Regions from separate parts of the Macaca mulatta genome. Here regions 1 and 3 are each linked to region 2. Evidence: chromatin contacts called from public Hi-C data. All regions are on one chromosome and are shown on one strand. The core of a region is the stretch at or near the end of the contact, and the rest is flanking DNA. Distances in the headings are between cores, read along the strand shown. Region 1 holds the start of NDUFA1 (NADH:ubiquinone oxidoreductase subunit A1). Region 2 holds the start of RPL39 (ribosomal protein L39). Region 3 holds the start of UPF3B (UPF3B regulator of nonsense mediated mRNA decay).

The links. A called contact is a pair of places that touch in the nucleus more often than the background predicts.
Region 1: a contact with region 2 is called in a Hi-C map of liver, with 4 times the contacts expected there. The contact joins the promoter of NDUFA1 here to the promoter of RPL39 in region 2. A contact is called at or near these places in 2 of 14 Hi-C or Micro-C datasets (blood and liver).
Region 3: a Hi-C map of liver shows a contact between it and region 2, with 6 times the contacts expected there. The contact joins the promoter of UPF3B here to the promoter of RPL39 in region 2. A contact is called at or near these places in 2 of 14 Hi-C or Micro-C datasets (blood and liver).

The regions. Positions count from the first base shown.
Region 1 is chrX:126,364,517-126,368,668 of T2T-MMU8v2.0, forward strand. It overlaps NDUFA1 (NADH:ubiquinone oxidoreductase subunit A1), which reads left to right and starts at 2,162. Exons shown (of 3, transcript NM_001257292.1): 1 at 2,162-2,324; 2 at 3,616-3,705. The coding sequence starts at 2,223. RNF113A (ring finger protein 113A) reads right to left here and starts at 2,139. Exons shown (of 1, transcript NM_001198701.1): 1 at 783-2,139. The coding sequence starts at 1,924. The coding sequence ends at 890. LOC144338809 (a long non-coding RNA gene) reads right to left here and starts at 3,618. Exons shown (of 2, transcript XR_013413197.1): 1 at 3,116-3,618; 2 at 2,154-2,651.
Region 2 is chrX:126,269,051-126,272,915 of T2T-MMU8v2.0, forward strand. RPL39 (ribosomal protein L39) reads right to left here and starts at 1,810. Exons shown (of 3, transcript NM_001267538.2): 1 at 1,757-1,810; 2 at 52-155. The coding sequence starts at 1,759.
Region 3 is chrX:126,337,752-126,341,668 of T2T-MMU8v2.0, forward strand. UPF3B (UPF3B regulator of nonsense mediated mRNA decay) reads right to left here and starts at 1,647. Exons shown (of 10, transcript NM_001266737.1): 1 at 1,412-1,647; 2 at 400-506; 3 at 123-229. The coding sequence starts at 1,567.

The DNA.
Region 1 (4,152 bases), core at 912-3,411, 96 kb after region 2:
ACTTGGATAGCTAAGCACAGATACTTTTATCATCCATGGAAGAGGGGGTTAACTATAGCTGCTTCCAAGACAGCAAGGGAGCCGGGTACGGTGGCTCACGCCTGTGATCCCAGCACTTTGGGAGGCCTAGGTGGGCGGATGCCGAGGTGGGCGGATCACGAGTTCAGGCGATGGAGACCATCCTGGCTAATATGGTGAAACCCCGTCTCTACTAAAAATACAAAAAATTAGCTGGGCGTGGTGGCAAGCGCCTGTAGTCTCAGCTACGCGGGAGGCTGAGGCAGGGGAATCGCTTGAACCCGGGAGGCGGAGGTTGCAGTGAGCTGAGATAGCGCCATTGCACTCCAGCCTGGACAACAGAGCGAGACTCCGTCTCAAAAATAAATAAATAAATAAATAAATAAATAAATAACCCAGACAGCAAGGAACATTTCCCATATGTGAAGCCTGTGGTACTAGCTACCAATTCCCCAAACGCAACCCCTCTCCCCAACACCTTGGCTCCGGTATATTTTGTAGTACAGGCTCCCAAGAGAAAGAATGCATGAAAGTACTTTGTAAACCATTAAGTGATACAGAAATGTGATATGATAAACAGGCTCAGAGTTCTTACTTTCGTCATAGCTTTGGCTACTTCAAGCAAATTATAGCTCTTTTCTCAAACTACTCCCACCCCTATAATTGATGCCAAAATGTTCTGAAAAGAAACACAGGCAAAATGGTTATCCTAGGGCTAAAAATCCTGATTATACCTACCTTGAGGTTTTTAATCCAGGACCCTACTTCACCACCCGCCTTCTCTGTCACTGTCTCTACAAAGGAAGGACACGAATTAAGACTTCCAAAAGAACAAAATATTTATTTTTTAAATTTAAGAATTATCAGACAGCTAAGTAACGGGAATTGGATCCTCATCGGGGTCTTCTGGCAAGTCGGAAGCACCACCACCCTCTCCTGTAGCTCGATGCTTCTCTAGTTTAGCAATCAATTCTTTCGCTGGATTGAAGACGCCATTGGTCTGCTGGTCACAGACATAGCAGCGCGGGGTGGTGCGGAAATGCTGCAGTGCACAGCTCTCGCAGAAATAATGCCTGCACTTGGTGACAACTGGGTTTTGGAAGCTCTGGCGACAGATGAAACACTTGAATGGTATTTCCTCATCATCGCTTCCCACTTCATAGTTTTCATCCTCATAGACACCATAGCGACCCTCATCAAGCTCACGTTCGATCTGCCACCCATGCTTGTAATCTGAACGGTCATGGAGGAATTTGCAGCTGTCTCCGAAGCCGCAGAAGCCAGTCTCTTTGTAGTCCTTACAGATGTCGGGCTGGTAATCCCAGCGCACCGTGGCACGTAGATGCTCGGGCGCTCGGATGGGGCCCTTCCTCACCATCCCGGAAGAGGCATTGCCCATAGACGTATCCTTGGGCTTCATGTATTTCTGATAATTGTTGATTCCCCGATAGATCTTGTCATCCTCCTTGCCCCTCAGCTCCTCCTGGATCTTCTGGCTGCGCTCAAAGATGGCTTGTGCATCGCGCTCTTTCTCTGTGTCCAGCTCATAGACAGCTGTCGCCCCCATATCCTCTGGTCCCACGGGTTTCGCCGAGCGGGTGGATTTATAAACCACGCCGAGACTCTCGGGCTCATTTTCCTCCTCCTCCTCGCTGCTCAAGTCGCCGTAAGCTGCCTTCTGTTTACCACTGTCACGAGTCTTCTGTATCATTGGATTGTGAGTCGCCCGCTTCTTTTCCGGTCGAACCACAGTGCAGCCTTCGTCGCTACTGCTGCCGCTGTCTCCGGGCTCTGGGTCGCAGGCCGGGCGCTTTCTGCGTCCAGCAGCCCCTTTCCGCCCAGGCTTTTTGAAAAGGAAGGTGCACACCTGATCCGCCGTCTTCCCTGGAGAAAACTGCTCTGCCATTTTAGAGTCCCGAGCTCCGAAACGGCCGTCGCTGCCTGGGTTGCACTTGGCCTCTGCGCGTTACTCCACGTCGCGCGCTCCGCCGGGAGTCGAAGCAAAAGACACTGACGGAAGAGAACTGCGAGAGCGCGAGCGCCAGCCTCTCTTGAGCCCTGGCAGATCCCGTCGCTTCCTCCGGAGCCGTACGTGGCACCGCCCCGCTCGCGGGCGGCCGCGGGGCTTACTGGGAAGGGAGCCGAAGCCCGGTCACCTTTCAAGGACCCAGAAGTAGGGTTTTGGCCTAGATAACGGGGCAGAGATGTGGTTCGAGATTCTCCCCGGACTCGCCGCCATGGGCGTGTGCTTGTTTATTCCAGGACTGGCTACTGCGTACATCCAGAGGTTCACTAACGGGGGCAAGGTAAGGCGGCTTCCTGGGCCCGGGGGCTGACTCCACTGGCTGATTTCTGAAAAGGATGGTGGGCAGAGAGTCCGTCAGCCTGCGGACCCTCTCTCCGAGGCCGGCCCTCTATTTTCTTCCGGTTGCCTAGAAGCCGAGGCTTGCGAAACGAAGCGCGGTAGAAACCACATCCTGCTCTGGTGAAAAACAGCGTTTCTGGGTGTATCAAAGTGGGCCTTAGGGCAGAGTAGCGACGCGGGGGCCGGAAAGGTAGATTAGAAGAGGTGGCTCAAGCCTGAGAATCCCTCACTGCAACCTCCGCCTTCCGGGTTCAAGAGATTCTCCTGGCTGGGCGCGGTGGCTCACGCCTGTAATCCCAGCACTTTGGGAGACCGAGGCGGGCGGATCACCTGAGGTCGGGAGTTCGATACCAGCCTGACCAACATGGGGAAACCCCATCTCTACTAAAAATACAAAATTAGTGGAGCGTGGTGGCGCATGCCTGTGATCCCAGCTACTCGGGAGGCTGAGGCAGGAGAATCGCTTGAACCCAGGAGGCGGAGGTTGCAGTGAGCCGAGATCGCGACACTGCACTCCAGCCTGGGCAACAAGGGCGAAACTCCGTCTCAAAAAAAAAAAAAAAAAAAAAAAAAGATTTTCCTGCCTCACCCTCCTGAGTAGCCGGGACCACGCCCGGCTATTTATTTATTTATTTTGGTAGAGACGGGGTTTCATCATGTTGGCGAGGCTGGTCCCGAACTTCTGACCTCAGGTGATCCACCCGCCTTGACCTCCCAAAGTGCTGGGATTACAGGCGTGAGCCGCCGCTCCCGGCCACCCTTGACTTTTTTATTCCCCACTTTCTCTTGCAAGCGTTTAGGAATTTACTGCAAGGTCTTGTGTTTTACATCAGGATTCATTTTCCCCTCTTAGCCCTTCACATCATCTCTAGAGTACAGAGTATAAATTTATTTACTTTTTGAATTTGTGATTGTCCACGTGTGATCTACAGCTGTTGTTTCTTAGTGTCCCAAAAGGCAACAACTAGATATTTCTTTTTTTTTTCTTTTTTTTAAAAAGGAAAAGAAATTCATGTTGGTTAAAATAGTGTAAGAAGTCACGGTCACCAACTTAATCCTAAAGTGTAGTGGTCTGATTTTATTTAGGAGATTCTGTTCTTGTACTACTAATTTGCATTTTTATTTGAATGATGATTCCATTTCTCTAGAATGTCCCTTCTAAAAATTGTAATATCCATCAACTGGGTCACTCACTTTTATAAACTGCAACAATAATTGTCTCTTATTTGAAGGAAAAAAGGATTGCTCATTTTGGGTATCACTGGAATCTGATGGAAAGAGATAGGCGCATCTCTGGAGTTAATCGTCACTATGTGTCAAAGGTAAGAAGCCACTCTGATGCCAGCCTTCTGCCAGGGTTGAGGTGGGTTCTGGTAATGCCTTGCCAAGGGTCATACAATGCTAATATATAACTAGCATTTTCTTGTCTACTAGTGAGGTTGGCATCTTTTTACATATTTAATCTTTTATGTTTCTTATTTTTTTTAGTTTTTCTTACTGTCATATATTTCTTATTCTGTGGATTGTTGCCTATATCCTTTGCCTGTTCTATTGTTTTGTCTTTTTTCTTTTCAATCTATAGTTCTTTATATATTCTAGACTTTTAATTTTTTGTCTGTTTTATATATGACAAACATTTTTCCCAGTCTGCTGTTTGTCTTTTTCACTTTATGATGTTTTTCATCAGGTAGTTTTAAATTTTGATATTCAATTTATCATGTTTTGTTGCTCTGCATTCTGAGTTTTTATGTCTCCCATACAAAGGCCTT
Region 2 (3,865 bases), core at 560-3,059:
ACAGTGGCTCTTACATTTAGCAAAATACAAGCAGTATGATGGAGGTCTTACCTTATTTTATTTCCAGTTTTCATCCGAATCCACTGGGGAATGGGACGATTTTGCTTTTGTTTCTTGGCCAGGAATCGCTTAATCCTGAAAGTCTTGTGAGAAGACTGGGAAGAAAATGCAATCAATTTAGACATTGATATTAGAGACTGCCTGAATGATTCAAAGTCAAGAACTCCTTCAAACCAACATTTGAGTGCTTAACACATACCCCAGCCCCAAAATCTTCTCAACGCTAAGCCATCAAACCAAGCAAGTCTCTGACCCTCACAACTTCTCTGGAGGCAGATACCACAGTTTCTATTGTTCAAATTAAATAAGTGGAATCAGGAGGTTAAGAAACATGCACAAAATCAGAGCATCAATGTGCAGAACCAGAATTGAAACCCAGGTCCTCTCTGCTCCACAGCCAGAGGCTACCTTTCAGTTTACCCTGCGGTCCCCCAAGGACTCAGACGACCACACTGGGAATGGCGAGGGAACTTGGCTTCCTGGGAAGAACACAGCTTTGAGTCAAACAGAACCATCTACCATTTGCAAGTCAACGAATCTCAGTGCTCTACTTTGTAAAATAGGGGTACATACTTTTCAAGTGTCATTGGGAGGGTAATTAAGACTTAGGGAAAGTCCCTGCTGAGGTTCAGAGGATCTACTCACCATTTCGGTATTAATCGTAACTCTATCCCTACTGCTAATTTTCACTGCTACAAAAATAAACTTTTAAATTTAAAAAGAAATGAAATGTCACTTTTCCGAGGATGACTGTCTCAGTTTCTAGTTGCATCTTTTGGCTTTCATAAAGAACTTCAGTCATCTAAGGCCAACCCCAATACTCCCCCAAATCTACAGAATAATCTCGCAAAAAGGGCACGGATGCAGGTTGAATGCCTGGCCAACCTGAAAGAACATACCCTTGCATAATAATGGGAGCCAATACAAAGAAGGCAAAGATTACACGGCCCCCCCCCCACAGTAGCAGTTGTAAATCTTGTCAAGTAATAAACTATTACTTGACAAGTGACAAAATATCAGTACTTATCGCCTCCACATCTGTAAATCAACATTTCACATTTCCCAGTAAAGAGTGACTAGTTCGCTACTGCTATTTACTAAGAAGGCCAGAATGACATACGGGTTCACAAAACACCCCTTGTTCTAGGCGCTTCCACGGGGTGACGCTCAAGTCTCTGAATAAACGTCCTCTAAACAAAAGTCCTGGGATCTAAAAATGTGGTTCGCTTCTCCACGCCAAGCTTAAACCCTTTTCGAAAACCAGTAGCCCACATTACCCTCCTGATTGCCCTCCACGTTGCGCGTGCCACGGGCAGCCCACAGTCAGGTCACGATTTCGGGGGTGGCTGCTACCTCCCAACCCTCGCCTCCAGAACCAGAGTTCGCTACAAGCGAAGGGAAACCGGAATCCCTGCCGACTCGGCAGCGGCCCGGCAAAGAAAGAGTCCCCTTGAATCCGCGGCCGCAGCGCAGCCCGCCCCTCTCCAGGTTGCTCGCTGGCTCATTAGCTTCCCTCCAGGCCGAGGAAGACAACAGTGGCCGAACTGGAGCTTTTCTTGAAAAAGCCTTTAAAAGGCACCAGCGCCTCGACGCCCCGCGCGGCCCAGGCATTTCGTGGCAGCGGCCTCGGGTGTTTGGGAAGCCACCCTGGGGCCGATGGGGGCCGATGGGGACCGATGGGGACCGATGGACTTACCATGGCGAGAAGTGGAGGCAAGAACACACCACGATGGCGGAGAAAGGAAAAGAGGGGGGAAGCAGGCGGAAGAACGAGCTTAGAAGGCGCTTCTGATGGGCGGAGCTTAGGAGGTGACGCTATTCGCCGACCGCCTCTTCCTAGTGCCTTCTGTGCCCACCGGTGCGCTCCCATGGCGCCGTGGGAAAGAGCGCTGGTTCCTGCCAAATGCAATTCGCTTTGCTTCGCTTCCCTAAGTGGGTTCCCCGAGAGGCCCGGCAGTGTGCTAGGGGCACCCTGCTTTGCAAGTGAGGCAGACAGCCCGTGATAAATGCCAAAGTAGAAGCCCTTCCGAAAACCTAAGGAGTCGATTGGGCGGGACTAACCCTAAGAGAGGGCAGGGGAAGCGACCGTCACCTCCGGGCGCCTGGGACTGGGAACGCCGGATCGGAGCTGGGCAGGCGAAGAGCAAGTGCCATTTTCCCGGAGGGCTACGAGTCATTCCGGCCTGGCTGGAAGGTGTGGGAAGGGACAGTCGTGTCGGAGGAAGCAGGAGAAGTTAGAGGGGGTTGGACCACGTGGACGCTTATGTAAGCCTAGACACTTGGGGTTTTCGACTAGGCGAAAGGTTGCCAATCAAAGTTTTCAACTCAGAAAGTTAGGGACAGAACCTCTTCCTTGGCTGCTAAGAAGTCCAGCCTGACATTGTATCCCGCCTTTGGCAAGCTGTACAATAATTAATGACATGCGTTTGGGATGCTAGTGTTCCCCGTTTTAATCCTTTTCCCCGTTTAAAAGCAAAAACCTTTCATTTTTGATGAATAAATAAAATAAATATAAAAATAAGCCGGGCGTGGTGGCTCACGCTTGTAATCCCAGCACTTTGGTAGACCTAGGCGGGCGGATTACTTGAAGTCAGGAGTTGGAGACCAGCCTGGCCAACATGGTGAAACCCTGTCTCTACTAAAAATACAAAAACTTTAACCAGGCGTGGTGGTCGGCGCCTGTAATCTCAGCTACTCGGGAGGCTGAGACAGGAGAATTGCTTGAACCCGGGAGGCGGAGGTTGCAGTGAGCCGAGCGCCACTGCACTCCAGCCTGGGCAACAAGAGCAAAACTCCATTTCAAAAAGGAAAAAGTAAATAAATAAAAGCAAAAACCTCCACGTATATTTGCAGTCACCTCAAGCATTTTTGCACCAATGGATCACAGAAAGGGTTTTTAACCTGGAGTCCACAAGAGTCCATGTATAGAATTCAGAGGATCCCATGAACTTGAATGGGAAAATACAACTTTATTTCCACCAAATTTAATGAAATTTAATGCTTTCTTTATTTACGAATGTAGGCAACAGACCACAGTGGCATTAGCAGTACTTGTGACTTGGTCACTAATAGAAATCATAGATGGCTTCATATTACATTACAGTTGATGCAGATGTCTCCAGACATTATTTACACACACTTCCTTTAAATTATATTACTTATTAAGTTCACAAGTAGAACTATGTTAAGAAGCCCATATATTACTATAGCACAGATTTCTTTCTTTTCTTTTCTTTTTTTTTTTTTTCCAAGACTGAGTCTCCTTTTATTGCCCAGGCTGGAGTGCAATAGCACAATCTTGGCTCACTGCAACCTCCGCCTCCTGGGTTCAAGTGATTCTCCTGCCTCAGCCTTCTGAGTGGCTGGGATTATAGGCACGCCCTACCACGCCCAGCTAATTTTTGCATTTTTAGTAGAGACTGAGTTTTCACCATGTTGGCTAAGCCGGTCTCGAACTGCTGACCTCAAGTGATCCACCCACCTCGGCCTCCCAAAGTGCTGGGATTACTGGAGTGAGCTACCGTGCCCGGCCTAAATTCACATTCTGAGGCCCTGGGGATTAGGGCTTCAACACATGAATTTTGGGGAAACATAATTTAGCTCATGAAACCACCAGTCACCTTCTAAGGCCGAATTCAAATGCTGTCTCTTCCCCTTAGCTGGAAATCACCACCCCTTCAACATTGTTCTAATAGTTTATTTGTATCTTTCTTGTGGCTCCTAGCACTATCTGTTCTGTTGTGATACAAAAGGATGACAGTAACAGTGAATGTTGCTTATGGGGCTTGATAGTTACTATGTGCCT
Region 3 (3,917 bases), core at 397-2,896, 69 kb after region 2:
TTTACTTAAATGTTGCACATTTTATCACCCAGGAAGCAACGCAATGCACACACTGTCTTAAACATACAAATGACAAAGAATGACAAAGAAATTCCCTTTTTATTTCAGTTACCAGAACTCACCTTTATTGTCAAGGAATACATAACCATCAAAGCGATCCCTGAACAAAATAATGTCCTCTTGGTTTTTAAAGTTGATGTATGCTCTGGCATACATATGAGGATACAAACTGCAGAGAGGAAAGCAATTATGTAAATGTATTTGCAGGTGTCTGGCCCAATTACAAGTATGCATATATTAAAGACAAGCTCAAAAATTAAATGGAAAACAGTAGGATAAAAAGAGTGAAAGAAACCTTTTTCATTTACCCCTTTCCTTTTTTTTTTTTTTTTTTTTTACCTCGTATCATTAGAAAAAAACTCAAAATAATCATGCTCAGGCATAGGTTGAAGATGTTCCTGAAGCTGCTCCTTGGTCAAAGTGGGAGGTAATCTTCGAATTACCACCTTAAGAAATGCATAAGGAAAATAAAATTAGTAAAAATCAATTTTCTCTCATACCTGAAAGAATCACAGTTCCTGAAGAAGACTGGGCTTTTTAAAATATGAGATCACTTGTAAAAACCCAGGAGAAAATATTCTGCAGCCCAATGCTCAGAAGTAGTCAAAGATAATAGTAACGCGGTTAAAAAAAAAAAAAAAACGCTTGGAAATGAGAACCACCTGGAGCAGGGAAAAATCTCAGGTTTTGCTCTTTACAGCAGCCCTGCAGTTTACCAGGTTTGTGCATCATTTTCGATCACCCATTTTTTAACAGATCTAGTGGCAAGAAATTAGTAAGCCAACCCTGGTCTTTGTGGGTGCCACGAAATCTTGATTTAGTAACAAGTTTCTCCCACGTCCAACACATCTTAAAACAAAATCCTTGCCCATTGAACTTAAGAATTCAAAACTCTAACGAATACAAAAAATCCACCCATTGCTCTCAAAATAGTATGCTCTCGATCTACCCTCCCGTACCATTAATCACCCTGAACTCTCCCCCAACTCGCCTCCATGAATAATATTGCCATCCCTCATGTCTCCTTCAGTATTTAATATTTCTCCCCAATTACACCTTTAGTTCCTCATTCTTTATACCGTCGCTCTCTCTTCCCATTATCACCTCACAGCTCTGACCTAAACCCTTCCCGTTTGGGGAGTCCCCCCTTTTCCTCACCCCTACCCAGGATTTGGCCGGGAGGGGCTCTCCCCATTTCGGGAGAAAGGATAAACCAGGATGGTGCGACTTCCATTCAGGCGAAGAGAAGAAGGGGAACCTGAGAGAGAAAGGGGCCGGCCCCATTCCCAGCCATCCTCCCCGCGCTGCGGACCCGTCCCGCCCTCTCCCGGGCCAGCGGCCGACCGGGCACCTTGCTCAGCGCTTCTTTCTTCTCCTTGTTGCGATCCTGCTTATCTTCCCCCTTGGAGCTGTCCCCCGAGGTCCCACCACCGCTGCCTGTGGCCCCGGCGGGGGTTAACAAGGTTACTCGCTTCTCCTTAGGCCTGTGCTCCTTCTCTTCCTTCATGGCTACGTCCCCCGCTGAAGCGGCTCGGCCGGAACGGGGCTACCCCGGGCACCAACGGCTCCAGGGAAGCTCCCGTCAAAGCTCCGCCCCCAACAAATGCCCCTTATGATAAGTCGGGCCCCACGTTCCACTGGGGCCTGCCAAGCTCTCGCGAGACTTGGGCCTTTCCCAGTGCAAAGGTTTTAACACCTGGTTTTTACTTCCCGCCCGCCAAGTTCCTGTGTCACCCAATCCCCTCGCGGCGCAGACTCCCTCTGGGCCCGCCCCTTCGCGCGTCATTAGCAACTCCGCCATCTTGAAGTGACTCTGTCGGGGACTACAAGTCCCGGCATGCAAAGCAGCTGCCCGCTTTTGTTGGGCGTTCAGGAGCCAGAGGTATCTCAGGGTCCCTGTTTGTAAGTAAATCGAATCCTTTCATCTTCAGAGTTTTTCAGGTCGAAAGATACGTTCTGCACGCTTAGTTTCCATCGGATAAACTCAATGCCGTCCAAATTTTGCCTCACTAGGGGAGCGACTTGTATATTTTGTCTTTGAATTCAGAGGCTTTAGAATTTATTTTCCTACAACTCAAAGAAAGAGCCTAACATTTAAAAAAATTTATTTTCCTTATATTGATTAGGATTTACAGATACTTAGTAAACACTACAATATTAGCCGAGTTCAGTGGCGCGCGCCTGTATTCCCAGCTGCTAGGGAAGGCTGAGAAGGGAGGATCTTGAGCCCAGGAATTCGAGGCTGCAGTGAGCCATGATCGCGCCACTGCACTCCAGCTTGGGCGACAGAGCGAGACCCTGTATCTAAAAAAGAAGGATAATAATAAATAAACACAAGATACTGATATTTAAAGGAGTAATATGGGCCGGGCGCGGTGGCTCAAGCCTGTAATCCCAGCACTTTGGGAGGCCGAGACGGGCGGATCACGAGGTCAGGAGATCGAGACCATCCTGGCTAACACGGTGAAACCCCGTCTCTACTAAAAAATACAAAAAACTAGCCGGGCGAGGTGGCGGGCACCTGTAGTCCCAGCTACTTGGGAGGCTGAGGCAGGAGAATGGCGTAAACCCGGGAGGCGGAGCTTGCAGTGAGCTGAGATCCGGCCACTGCACTCCAGCTCGGGTGACAGAGCGAGACTCCGTCTCAAAAAAAAAAAAAAAAAAGGAGTAATATGACCAAAATATACGAGATTTGTTTTCATCACCTTATTTTACAAAAGGATCATTCTCCCCAGGTACTGATGTCCCACAGGGAAGGGAATAAAAATAAAACCCAATTTGATTTAGTTGTGATCACCCTCTTCACTTAAAAAGGGCCAATTTTACATTATTTATAATAACTCCAAACTGGAAACAATCCAAATGTTCTCAACAGGCAAAGGGATAAAACAAAATATGGTACAGCCATAGAATGCAATGCCACTCAGCAATAAAAATTAACTATTGATATACGCATCAACATAAGTGAATCTCACAGTGATTATGTTGAGTGACAGAATCCAGACACCAAGAGAGTACATGTTGTACAATTCCATTTATATGAAATTTTAGAAAAGGTAAAACCACAATGATAGAAAGCACTTCAGTCGGCCGGACGTGGTGGCTCACGCCTATAATCCCAGCAATTTAGGAGGCCAAGGCGGATGGATCACCTGAAGTCAGGAGTTCGAGACCAGCCTGGCTAACTTGGCGAAACCCCGTCTCTACTAAAAACACAAAAAATTAGCTGGGCGTGGTGGCTCATGCCTGTAATCCCAGCACTTTGGGAGGCCGAGGCAGGCAGATCACCTGAGATCAGGAGTTCAAGACCAGCCTGACCAACTTGGTGAAACCCTGTCTCTACTAAAATACAAAAATTAGCTGGGCATGGTGGCGGGCGCCTGTAGTCCCAGCTATTTGGGAGGCTGAAGCAGGAGAGTCACTTGAACCTGGGAGGCGGAGATTGCAGTGAGCCGAGGTAGAACCACTGGACTCCAACCTGGGTGACAGAGTGAGACTCCATCTCAAAAAAAAAAAGAGAGAGAGAGAGAGACAGACAGACACCCATAGAGGACAAAAACCAAAGTAAAGATGCAATAGGAGCCCAAGGCAGAAAGCTGCCTCAGGGCCAACTCCCATTTTTGCTGACCTCTAGAATATATTCCCCTGACTCTGCACTTAAATTTTTTCACTCTAATTGTCCAGCCTATTTTTGGATTCCTATTCCTGTGGCCAAAACTGTTTCCCTGTATTTGGGATCTGTTACTCTTTCTTTCAGTACCTGGCCATTCTTATGAGCCTTGGAAATCATCAGAGTCATGTATCCAACTGCCTATTTAACATCTCCACTTAAGACGTCTAACGTGTTCAGCCACTGA